Regions from separate parts of the Mus musculus genome. Here region 1 is linked to region 2. A link is a contact called in public Hi-C data. All regions are on one chromosome and are shown on one strand. Each heading gives the region's core, a stretch centred on a gene start, on an enhancer-like site or on the middle of the called end of the contact. The rest is flanking DNA. Distances are from core to core; before and after follow the strand shown.

Region 1 (6,285 bases), core at 2,459-4,958, 94 kb after region 2:
GTGCTGGGAATCAAACCCAGGGCTCTCTGCACAGCCTAGGCAAACAGTTCCCAGGTGAGTTACATCCCCAGCCTTTGGTTCACTTATTTTGACTAAAAGTTCCACACCATTCTGATTTTTCTTGTAATCGCCACCTCCCCCAAATAAACAATGTCTCTCAGTGAATGGATGAAATATTGAGAACATATGCTAGTCAACAGTTTAAATTAACGAAATTGCACCATAGGAACCAATAGCAAAAGCCTCACTCAGACATGTCATCTTAGCAAAAATAAGAGTGGAAGAAAATACATATGCAGTGTGATGTTGTTTCTAAAACATTTTCAAACTTATAAAAAAATACGTTTAAAAATTTCTCATGATAAATAGCAACCATTTTAAACACTTGCCTAGGAATATAAACAGCAAATGTACAATAGTGATTCACTGCAGGGGAGACTCACGGGAGTAGGATGCAGGCAACGCTGGGGGATGGCGCATGAGTTCAATCAGAGAGATTGCAGGAATGCAGCACAGGTTTCATACCGACAGGTGGAAACGATACACAGGTGCTTGATTCTTTTATTTTCTGTTTTTATCAAAAGGTTTATAATAGTTTTAAAACAAGCAAATAGATGAGTAATATTAACTGGAAGAATGAAAACTTGGGTGTTTACCTTGGCAGCAATAAAAATTAAAAAAAAAAACTCTTTCTGGTCCAGCCCCATTCCTGCTGGCTGTCCTCTGGCATGGCTAAGAAACACTGGACTGTGCATTGACACATGGCTCCCCTTGCCTTCAGAAGAACATTGGATGTCCTTGTTGAATTCCAAGCTATTTTCACACAGTGTTTGGGATCCTTGATGATCCAGCTCATCAATCTCTGTTAGAAATCCAGATATGGGCCATCAGCATATCCTGCCTGCTCTGTGTCATGGATCTCATCCCTACATCCCAAGCCCTCCTTGGCACCTCTTTACCATGGTGCTAGGGTTTAAGCATTCATTAGGGACACAGTGTACCTAGGCCATCACTGGCAATTGACACAGTTGACAAAGAAATAGAATATTTAGAACATCCCGGGGCAGCCCCAGACGACCCCTTCAGCAACAGATCCCAGATCTCAGAATTATCTCTTCTTGGTGAAACTGTAGTTCTGAGTACCCTATGTATTCTGGACACCACAAAGGGAGGGAGAACCTTGTTCTTCTGCTTCATAAGCATAGGGAATCTAATCAGACAGGACACAGAGCACCTACACATAGAGAGGGGCTCAAAGATCAGACAAGTTTTGACCAGGCCATTCACTAGGTCCAGCATGGCCTCCTGTGGTGGATTTCTTGCTGTGTTACTGGCTCATGTGACAAAAGAGCATTCCCGATCTATCGTCATGGCCACCACCATTGTCATGGTCTTCTGTTCGTGTGCCAGGCAAGGTATGTAATTTCTATTCATTTTTTACAAAAGGTATTTGTCTTCCCAGTATGTGTGCAGATTGCTACGATGCACACTCAGTAGTCAGAGGACCACTTGCAGGAGTCGGTTCTCTCTTTCTAAGTTTGTGTCCCCTGATATCAAACTCATTAGACCTGACTGAAGGTACCTTTATCTACTGAGTCAACTCACCAACTTTCTCTTAACCCCCTGTGTGTGTGTGTGTGTGTGTGTGTGTGTGTGTGTGTGTATGTGTGTGTGTTTGTGTGTGTGTGAACATGAGTACAAGTAGAGGGTAACCCAAAGACTCTGCTCCCCCTAAATCTGGATTTACATACAAGTGGTTGTGAGCCATCTGACACGCGCTCTCACATCTATGCCTGGGTCCTCTGAAAGAGCAAGTACAGCCCCATTCTGTTTACTGTTGCAGGATGGAGACTTTCCAGAGAGGGAGGAGCTGACTCATGTTTTCCATTGGGGTTTTGTTTGATTTGTTTTGATTTTCAATTAATTAGAACATATTAAGTTTTAATATGGCATTTTAAAACAAAGTTTGTTATTGATATTCTCCTCCTTCTTCCAGCCTCATCTACCTCGGTAGTATCTCATTTCTTCTTTCACATTGTGTGTCTTAGCCTTCCCTACCTTCTTTCTGAGCCTCTCTTCCTTTTCCTGGCCCCTTTCTATCTTCTTATGTTTCATTTCAATGGAACGTCAGACTCACCTATCTTGTTCCATAATCTGACTACTTTGTATCACTACCCTGACGTATGAAGGCCAATATCAATGGGATGAAAAGCAGGAGCCAGATAATTTATTGTCTCAGAAGTATTATTACAGACACAGAAAGACATGTTTTCTACAGAAGGGTGTGGGAGGAACACAGTGGTTCCACAGCATCTTCAGAGTGGGTGATGCAGAGGTTACAGACCAGGGCGTCAATCTGTCCAGCTGTGAAGATACCATGAAGATCACTCTGAGGGACAATAAGTCTTGCCTGGTTAATTTTCCCAAGTGTGTAGACATAAAGTGTAGAGAATAACCTAGCAGCCAGGCTGATGTCTGTATGGACAGGAGATGTCCCTTAACATTTGAAGACAACTGTGGCCTCTCAGGTCCATGACTGGATCTAACCTTAACACAAGTGTCCACATTTTTGTTGAATAGTCAGCTTTCTATTACTGCATCAAGATATTTAAGATTAATGTACTTTCTGAGAAGGGGGGAGTTGGCTCCTGGTTTCAGTCCATGATAGTTGGAGCTGTTGCTTTGGGGCTATGATGACAGGGGGCAGTACAGCATGACAGGAAGCTGCTCCTGTGGTGACTGACATGCAGAAAAGAGATGTTGAGAGACCAGAAGACCATCTCCCAGCCCCACACTGAAGCTTTCACCACTTCCTGTCATCTCCATATCAGGAACCAAGTTTGCAATGTGGAAGCCTGCAGGGGATGCTTCACATCTGAATTACAGCATTCCCATACCCAGCTTCCTTCACTGTTCAAACATCACAGGAGACATACCTCCCAGAGACGCTGTGGAGTTTAAAGGTGTGTGTGTCTGTGTGTGTGTGTCCATCTGACAAATACAAGAGATAGCATACCACAAATGGCAGCAAGAGTATATCAAGTGGGATAGATGAAGGATTAGGAGGAATCAAACATGTAATGGAGAATTCAGAAAGACAAGAGCTATTGGGGATGGACTATTCAAAGGGAATGAAGCTTATCCTAGATTCTCCATTCATCTTCTCTTCTTGAACAAGAGTCTTTATACACATGAGGGCATATCTTCATGTAGTGTGGTAGGAATGAGGAAAACAAAGGGAACCTTCTCCCTCTTGGAGCAAGGGATATGTGCATCTCTTCCCCCAAACCCAGCTGGTCCCTTCTGCTCCTCCTAAGCCTGATCCCTCCAGGTGGTACCATGAAAAAGGCTAGGCTTGGTAAGGCGAGGGGTTAAGCATTTGGGTGATGAATTCAGCTACTTAGACTCTGGATTTGTAGAATGAGTGGAGGCTAGAAAGTTCTAGATGGAGAGCATGCTATAATTCTAAGTGGACAGAACAAACTGAAGTGTTCTCTTGTGTTCCTGAGCTTGTGACTGTAAAAGGATCACACACATACACACACACACACACACACACATACTCCTCCCCCCACCCCACACACACAATTTTACATCGAATGAAACTGGAGCTAGTGGTCTGAATGAGTTCCCCATCCCCACCCATGAGCTGTAGGGAGCAGATGCAGGCACCCTGCACTCCTCTCAACAAGTGTGTTGCACCTGGGGCTGCAGGCAACCTGCACCCTGCACCCCTCCTCAGGTTGGCTGCACGTGGAACTGCGTAGGTGTGTTTTTCCCCACTTGTTGATTTGGTTACTAAAAAGAACTTTTGATGGAGACCACATCCTTTGACTGAGTATCAGGAAAGTTTATTAAAAGTGGTTCAGAGAACACAATAAAAACCCAGACTATCTGATTTGACTGTGTTTGCCCAGCTCCTTTCTCTGACACTAGGTTATAAACACACCTCCGCAATCAGCTGTACTTTCCCTCTTGAAAGGACATTTCAGAAAGTGTGGTAAGAGAGCAAGCAGGCCTTGCTGTGACAAACCAGAACATGAGAAAATTCTTTACTGTAGACAGTTCCCATTTGCAGTACCCGAAAGTATGCTCACCACTGGTCACACACTCTCTACACATGGTCCAGGCTCTGCCAGCTCCCAGGAATATGTCCATCAAAGGGAGCAAGTAGCTTCCAAAATGCCCTTGCCTTTAGTCCAGATGTCCTTAATAAAGGCAGGCAGGTGACCCACAGGGTCACTATCCATCTACTTCTTCTCTGACTTAATCATCTTCTCTCTCTGTTGTTAATTTGAATGCAATTTCTCTTGAATTGTTTTGCTCACATTCAAAAACCTGAGGATGGAGATCCCCCTTGGCCTCAGAGAATCTCTATAACCTCTGACCTCTACCCCTGAAACAACCCTGTTACCTGTTATAGCCATTCAACTCTTGCCTTTCTCAGTCAGTGATAGGAGTCAGATGGCATCTGAGAATATGTCTGTACCACTGTGTGTGTGTGTGTGTGTGTGTGTGTGTGTGTGTGTGTAACTGTCTGTCTGTCTGTAGGCTGATGTGTACATGTGTTTGCAGAATGTGAGAGTATACATATGTGTATATGTATATTCTTCTGTGGAGTGTAAATGGACAGTTGGAGGTCAAATACAATCTTGAGAGTCAGTTCTAATTATCCACTTTGTTCGAGGCAATATCTCTTTCTTCTTTACTACTGTGGATGCCAGAACAGCTGATTTGTGAATTTCTAGGAGTCCTCCTGTTTCCCCATATGAACATTGGGACTGTAAATGTGATACTTCACTTGGCTTTATGTGGGCATTTGAGATTTGAATTCAAGTTTTCACCCTTGCATGCCATGTACACTATTCACCAGGTCATCTCTACCACCCTATCTGAGACCATTTATATCTTATTTATTCATGTGTCACTGACAGAAAACAAACCCATGGCAAATATACCAGTGTCTGTAATGAAGAATATAGAAGTGAATCCACAGAGGAAAAGTTTCTGTACCCAGAAAACTTAGCCTTTAGGAAAGAGAATGAAAATAACAACCAGGCCTTACAAAGATCATATGCCCCAGTACAGGGGAATGCCAGGGCCAGGAAGTAAGATTGGGTGGGTTGGGAATCAGGGTGTGGGGAGGGTATAGGGGGCATTGGGGATAGCATTTGAAATGTAAATGAAGAAAATATCTAAAAAAGAAAAGAAACAATATAACAATGTAGCCAATACCATGAAAATGAGTACACAGCATGGTGGAGAATACAGCAGACACGGGCTGAAGGAAGAGGCCTCCCTACCATCTTCCCAGGGGAGACAAAGGAAAAGATCAGCTTGGGAAGTTTGGACTGAATATAAACATAGGGCAAGTGTGTATAGCAATGGGGAAAAGCAATGTAACCCCGTGGCTGGAGGACAGTATATCAGTTCCTCAGCTCATCTGAGCATTCTGCTTCGTGATTGTTGAGTGAGAATAGAAAGAATGTGGAAACCATACTATTGAAGACATAGAGAGTCAAAGAAAATGCATGGATGTCACCAAGGTCATTGGTTGAATGGCAATGTGAGAGCAGCGCACAGAGCAGTGGCACCTACAAACTCACCCACTGAGAAACTGATTTGCTTCCATTTTCCATCTTTGTTACGGGCACAGCAACCTGTTTCCTTACAGATTTGCCTTGTGATCCTGTGATTCTGGGATCCTGAGATCCTGGATTTGTCAGAGCTACAGGAAGTCAAGCTGTCTCTGGAATCCTGAGATCCTGGTGTAATCAAGCTCCTGAAATCTTGGGATCCTGTGATCCTGTGGTCCTGGGCATGTTAGAGCACCTGGGAGTGGAGCTTCCTCTGGGTGTTGTGGGACTGGCTGGAGAGTTCTCATCCAAGTTCTGCTCAGGGCACCGGCTCAGACTGTAAGGAACCTGTGCCACTGGTCAGGAGCAGTTCCTGGGTGCCTGGGTCCCGCTGGTCCCAATTACCTCTAGAATAACTCTGAGGAGTTCTGACACAACCAGGATCACAGGAAGGACAGGCTCCAGTCAAATATAGTGAGAGCAGGTAGCACTAGAGATAAGCAGATGGCGGGAGGCAAGCAAAAGAACATAAGCAAGAGAAGCCAAGATTCCTTGGTATCATCAGAACCCAATTCTCCCACCATAGCAAGTCCTGGATACCTCAACACACCAGAAAAGCAAGATTCACATCTAAAATCACTTCTCATGATGATGATGATGATGATGATGATAGAGGACTTTAAGAAGGACATAAATAACTCCCTTAAAG
Region 2 (6,216 bases), core at 3,560-6,059:
ATGGTCACAGAGATTTGTACAAAAGTATTGTGTTTAAAATTTAAAAAGTGTTTGGGAGTCCTGTGTGTCTCAGTTAGGGTGGTATGATGAAACACCATAATCAAGAGCAAGATGGGGAGGACAGGGTTTATTTAGCTTATACTTCCATCACATGACATGCTATCATCAAAGGAAGTCAGGACAGGAACTCAAGCAGGGCAGGAACCTGGACACAGGAGCTGATACAGAATACATAGAGGGGTGCTGCTTACTGGCTTGCTCACCCTGCTTTAAAGAAACTAGGATCACCAGCGTAGGGATGGAACCACCCACAGTAGCACCCTCCCAGTCAATCACCAATTAAAAGAACCCTACAGGCCTGCCCACAGCCTGTCTTATTGAGGCATTTTCTTAATCGAGAGCGTCTATTCTCTTAGATGACTTTATCTTGTGACAAGTTGACATAAAACTATCAGCACATTATGAAAAGGACAGAAATCTAATAGTATGTGACACAAAGACTACAAGCCTGTGTGGCAGCTCTGTGGCTGGAAAAACTGTAACACATCCATACCACAAAAGCAACTAACTCACGAAATAGTGGGGCAGAAGAGCATTTGTCAGTAACTTGAGATGTATAAAGATGTCATGTGAGCCCCAGTCCCACTGGACCTAAAGTTGGACTGCATCATTTGGGCTATGATAATGTGAGGTGCCTGGCACTGGCCATTGTGTCCCTCATGCTCAGCAAATACTGTAGCGTTGTTCCTTCTGTTTGTATGTGATAGTCTATGTGAAATGTAAGTTGTCTGATGACTTTGACACTCAACCAAGAAAAGAAAATTGAGAGTAAGAAGAGAATCATGAATTTAAGTCTAGTTCCCACTGAGAGTTCTCTGTATCATCCAGAGGAGCCTCCTCCATTAAAGAAGAGGCTAGTGCCAAGACTTCATGGGAAAAATGGACATGATGGAGTCCTGGCCTGGGAACAAGAAATGACATGTTCTTGCTTCTAAGTCTAAGCTTCAGGCAGGAGATGTACTGAGGACAGCAGGGCAGGCTACACTTGGCTATCACACCTGAAACACACACAAATATATAGGGAATCAAGAAGTGCTCAGTTATCTTCAAGACCCATCAGAGGTGACAGGGAGGGTTCCTTAATCAAAACTGCCCAGACAAGGACAACTGAGTATGGGCTAACTGTCTCTAGGAACACACATGGCCATGGACAGGGACATCTGCAGCTAATCTGATATTTGGTTCCCTGAAACATGTTTTGGAAACTAAATGTCTTCCTACCAAATTTCTGTCATCTATGTTGATCTGTCATTGTTGAGATGCCTTGATATTTATTAAAGTGGTTTTGTTTACTGAAGATTCACCTTGACATGATCCTCATCTTTATCAGGACTTATTTGGTATAATAGAAGAAGAAAAATAAATAAAAAGAAGCAAGGAAAGAAAGATGAAAGGAATGAATAGAAAACAGTGAAAGAAGGGGAGAGGGGGAAACACACACACACACACACACACGGCAGAGGGGCCAGCAATGAGGGAGATTTTGTTCAGAGCAACTAAGCTCAAGAATTAAAAACCAGAAAAACAATGTAGAGTGGGACTGGGTTTGAGAGCTGATCCAGTTTGGTAAGGGAACTTTCCATTTTCTACATAAAGTCCCGAATCTGACTCAGGTAATAGTTGGCTGTGATTCATCCAATCATTCATGCATAGATCCTCTGGGCCACTTGATATTTTTCTTTGCAAATGTTGAAATAAAGGTTCAGTGACACTTCTAACTGGTTCAACTGAACAGCATTGGCAAGGATTTGGGTCAGAGTTGAAGCTTGCTTTCTGCAATTCCAAACATGGCTTTCCACGTGGTCCTTGCTCTTTCTGTAATACTCTTCAAAGGGATAATTTCCGTAGTTGTAAAGGATCCTTAGTTCATGGTTCCAATATAGGAGAAAGGCTTTTTGGAGGACTCAGAAAAAGCAGTGTCTGATATACATTAGTATACTACATGTGCTCAATCCTCTATCTATCCATCATCTATCTATCCATCTATCATCTATCTATCTGTTTGTCTATCTGTCTGTCTATCATTTATCTTATTTTTTCAGAAGCAATGAAACTATGGAGAGTAGTGGGTAGCATAGTGAGAGGAGACAAAGGTGGAAAGATGAGGAGAGGAACTCTGTACAGGGTATCACACACCATCTATGACCTGTACTGTCAATGCTACACAAGTGTTGTAGAGCTTTCAGTAAAGGTCAGACAATCCTGATGATGAGAACAATGGGCCAAGCCAGAGGGCCCCATCTTTGCCCCCTCCACACTTTTACTCCTTTTTTCCCATTTTTATTAGGTATTTAGCTCATTTACATTTCCAATGCTATACCAAAAGTCCCCCCATACCCACCCACCCCCACTCCCCTACCCACCCACTCCCCCTTTTTGGCCCTGGCGTTCCCCTGTACTGGGGCATATAAAGTTTGCATGTCCAATGGGTCACTCTTTCCAGTGATGGCCGACTAGGCCATCTTTTGATACATATGCAGCTAGAGTCAAGAGCTCCGGGGTACTGGTTAGTTCATAATGTTGTTCCACCTATAGGGTTGCAGATCCCTTTAGCTCCTTGGGTACTTTCTCTAGCTCCTCCATTGGGAGCCCTGTGATCCATCCATTAGCTGACTGTGAGCATCCACTTCTGTGTTTGCTAGGCCCCGGCATAGTCTCACAAGAGACAGCTACATCTGGGTCCTTTCAATAAAATCTTGCTAGTGTTTGCAATGGTGTCAGCGTTTGGATGCTGATTATGGGGTGGATCCCTGGATATGGCAGTCTCTACATGGTCCATCCTTTCATCTCAGCTCCAAACTTTGTCTCTGTAACTCCTTCCATGGGTGTTTTGTTCCCAATTCTAAGGAGGGGCATACACACTTTTACTCTTACCACTAGTTGGAAGCGCTTTTTTTTTTTTTTCTCTCGTCAATGGCAGACCTCAAATTCCTATGCTGGAAAAATGTCAAGGTCTTCAAGTTCTTTAAGAAGAGACTGCCCACTTCTTCTGAGGTTCACACCAGAAATGCTGGCTAGTATGTGGGGGAAAAGAGGCTTTCTTTGTGGTTTGCCAGCTTCATGGGCTGACACATAAATAAGCATAGGTAAATAATTTTCTGGAAACCAGCCAAGTAAAATGATATGTTCTCAGACCAACCTGGAGATCCGAGTCAGAAGTGAGGCCATCTTTGCCACAGTGCTCATGCATGGTTTACAGGTTCCCTGTTTAGCTGACTCCCTTGGAAGAGTCTGTATAATACCAGATCAAGCCTCCTTAGGTCTTACTCTAAAGACTGTCTCTAAACAGAGCAAAAGAGGAGACAGGCATCTTGAAGCTGAGAAGTGGGAGGGAGAACAGAGATAAGAGAAAAAAATAGGAGTTGAAATCTGTGATGGGCAACCACAGACCTCATGCCTAGGGGATTAAAACACTCTATAGTGATTATCCCCAAATGGATTGCATTGTGTCTTTTCATTGTGATGGTGCTAAAATGGTCACCAGGAAGTCAGAAAGTCAACTTCAGGTTTTCACCAGCATTTGTGTGTACCATGGGAACCCCTCACATGACCTGCATATGTTAGCTAAATGCCCCAAACCAATGGTAGATGCCTGGCATTGAAGAGCTCTGGAGATGCCTTCCTCCTGAAGAGCCACAGTGGCTTTTCAGAAGGCCTCTCTGGGTTTTACAGTCAGAGCCTCTGAAATTCTCAGGGCCCCAGGAGTGATCTTTACAGTCGTTATCTGTGTGTTCCAGGTAGCTGATGCTCTCTTGTTTAAAATTCTCCAGTGAGATTCCAGATTTGTCAGGGTGAACTTCAAAGTCCCTGTGTCCTTTGGTTACTGTGAGCCTTTGCAGGCCTCAGCCCCCTCTCTACGTGAAATATTTTCTTTCTGGCATTTTCAAGGATGGACCCCTTCTCATGTGTGTACGTGTGCATGTGTTTTCATGTGAGTGAGTTGTGTCCTTTATCAAGTGTCCTCTAATTCCTGACCCCTGACTGTTTTGGGACAGGGTCTCTCACAGCCTGCCAAGTAGACTAGGATGGCCGACCAGTGACCTCCAGTGGTCAGCCTACTTGCCTCCCCTTCCGGAGTCTGGAGTTTTAAGTGCTTACTCTTCCCATTCTGAAACTTGTGATGGACACCAAGCTTTCGTCAAACTCAGAGTTTCTCCTGCCTCTGCCTGACAAATGCAGGCACTAAAAGCGTACACCACTCTATTTTGCTGTTTGCCCTGCTCTAACTCCCTTTATTTTATATTCTCTCTGCTTTAACAATCGATGTCTCATCCCACTTTCTCACCATGTTCCTGTTCCATCCTGTTATTCCTCCCCTCCCCTTGCCGCCATCAAGACACTGTTGGTAAGATGCTGCTTCCTGTGAGACCTGCCCTGGAAGTGAGCTGGGCTATCCCTGTTCTCATCGAAGCTTAGGCTTGCTCTGTTGCTGCTCTGGATTCTCTGGGCATTTTCTCACTTAGTTTTCTTTTGCCTCTCCCTGGTGACTTTGACTTGCATGTGCAGTCTGTGATCTAAACACAGGGCACAACTGGTGACAGAAAAAAAAGATAAACAAATAAATGTGAGATAAAGAAATAAAAGGAAACTAGGCGTACTGACATTCTAATAAAGAGGTCTCTGTACTATCTATCATGCAGAGGCCCAAAATGCTGTCATAACCTTTTGCCTCCTCAGGCTGTGTAGGAACCATGCTAACCTCAGCCTCGGCAATGTGACAGATCTTCCTGGAATAACCAGAATCAGGGGGGCTGGGTGTCTCTTGCCCACACCCAGTGCTGTGTTCGCTTTCTGTGTTTCCTGTCTGCCCACTCACGTTTGATTTGGTCTCTTTCTCATCAGTGAGGCTATTTTCTTTCACAACATATGCTTATTTTTTATTTTGCCCATCCTTTTGAAATGCTCATGTCTCTCTGACATTTGTCAAAATGGTTTAATGTTTTTTATTTTATAAATTCACGTCTTTAGAGACCTGCCCTTGCAATTTAGGGATACAACCACCAGGTGGCAGGATGGCTTTCAAACTACCAGGCTCAGCCTATTGGCTGAATTCTGTAGGAAGTAGGTGTCTACCCAACTTAAGAATGGCAGCCCCTGCAGGGCACTTCTAGGGTGAGAAGCTCAGGGAGGGAAGACAGCCATTTAGTTATGAAAATGGAGGGGAAAAAAGTCGTCTGTGCAAATGCCTGGGGTCAGCAATTTAGGAGCACTGATTACCATCCATGGCGGTCCTTCTCCTCAAGAGTTAAGTCATCTGACAAGGTGTCCTTCAACCATGTTGGACACTGCCTTGATCTCACTCAGTAGGGATGCTCCATCTCTCAAATAGCCCTTTCTAAGCAACCTTTAGCACTGCCATGTCACTGATGTCTGTCCGGGTGGGTCTTAGAGCTATTCCCTCTTATTTGCCCCCTCCTCCAAGAAATCTGTCAGAAGAAATCAAAGGAAAAATTTTAAAAAAGGCCATGGTGGCTGTGTTCCATGCAATGTTTTGTTCTGTTTCCACCAGAAGGGAAAGATTCGAAATGTCCCACCACCTGGGTCCACTTGGTTTGCCTGAAGTTAATTCACTCACCAGCTGTCAGGGCTGCTTCTGTCCTTGGGTGAGATTTGGCTTGCTCACCCACTCTTCTGAGCTGCAACTGGGCCTGGCCTCATTAGAAGCCATGTGGCCTCCATAGCTGGCACCATTACTGTCCCTGGAGTCAACCCGGATTACATCAGCCTCCTCTGATGGCCCAGAGCAGATTTCACACTTTTTTTCCTCTTTCCAATTTGTGCTGTTTGGTTGCTGCCTTTGCATCCTGGGGAGTCGCTGTGTGGTATGCAGTCAGAGGGGCTGCCATGATTCTCAGTCTTGCTCTTACAGCTCAGCCCCACTTCTCCAACTCAGTGCCCCCGGGGGACTCCAGGTGGGGGTGAGCTTACAAACACTATCCACTTTAAATTTTTTTCTGAGTAACTCAGGTTGGTACTGTAGATGGTGAGGTTTTTGGCAGACTTATACTCCCCATCCTTTCTAACAGATGCATGGGAGAATCCCAAGAGTGCACACGGGAGCATATCTTTGTTCAAAAGGCTGGGCAGCCTTCTATTGACTTGACCCACACCAGGTGGGGGATACACATAGAGGCTTTCTCATGGAGTTAATGAAGC

The links. Hi-C and Micro-C count contacts between places; a contact is called where the count stands out from the background.
Region 1: a contact with region 2 is called in a Hi-C map of CD8 T cells, with 2.6 times the contacts expected there. The contact joins two enhancer-like sites. A contact is called at or near these places in 1 of 15 datasets of contacts at CTCF or cohesin (CD8 T cells), 8 of 484 Hi-C or Micro-C datasets (CD4 T cells, CD8 T cells, Th1 cells and 2 more) and 3 of 115 datasets of contacts at active chromatin or transcription factors (CD8 T cells, embryonic stem cells and memory CD8 T cells).

The regions. Positions count from the first base shown.
Region 1 is chr12:25,954,988-25,961,272 of GRCm38.p6, forward strand. No RefSeq gene overlaps it. Among named protein-coding and RNA genes, the nearest start is that of Gm29835, 21 kb to the right of the region's middle. Within about 2 kb of position 3,709, at least 24 of the 459 cell types and tissues checked have an H3K27ac peak or open chromatin away from gene starts, as enhancers often do. A contact at or near this core is called in CD8 T cells, Th1 cells, Th2 cells and 1 more, where this site is marked.
Region 2 is chr12:25,859,507-25,865,722 of GRCm38.p6, forward strand. No RefSeq gene overlaps it. Among named protein-coding and RNA genes, the nearest start is that of Gm29835, 120 kb to the right of the region's middle. Within about 2 kb of position 4,810, at least 27 of the 459 cell types and tissues checked have an H3K27ac peak or open chromatin away from gene starts, as enhancers often do. A contact at or near this core is called in CD8 T cells, Th1 cells, Th2 cells and 1 more, where this site is marked.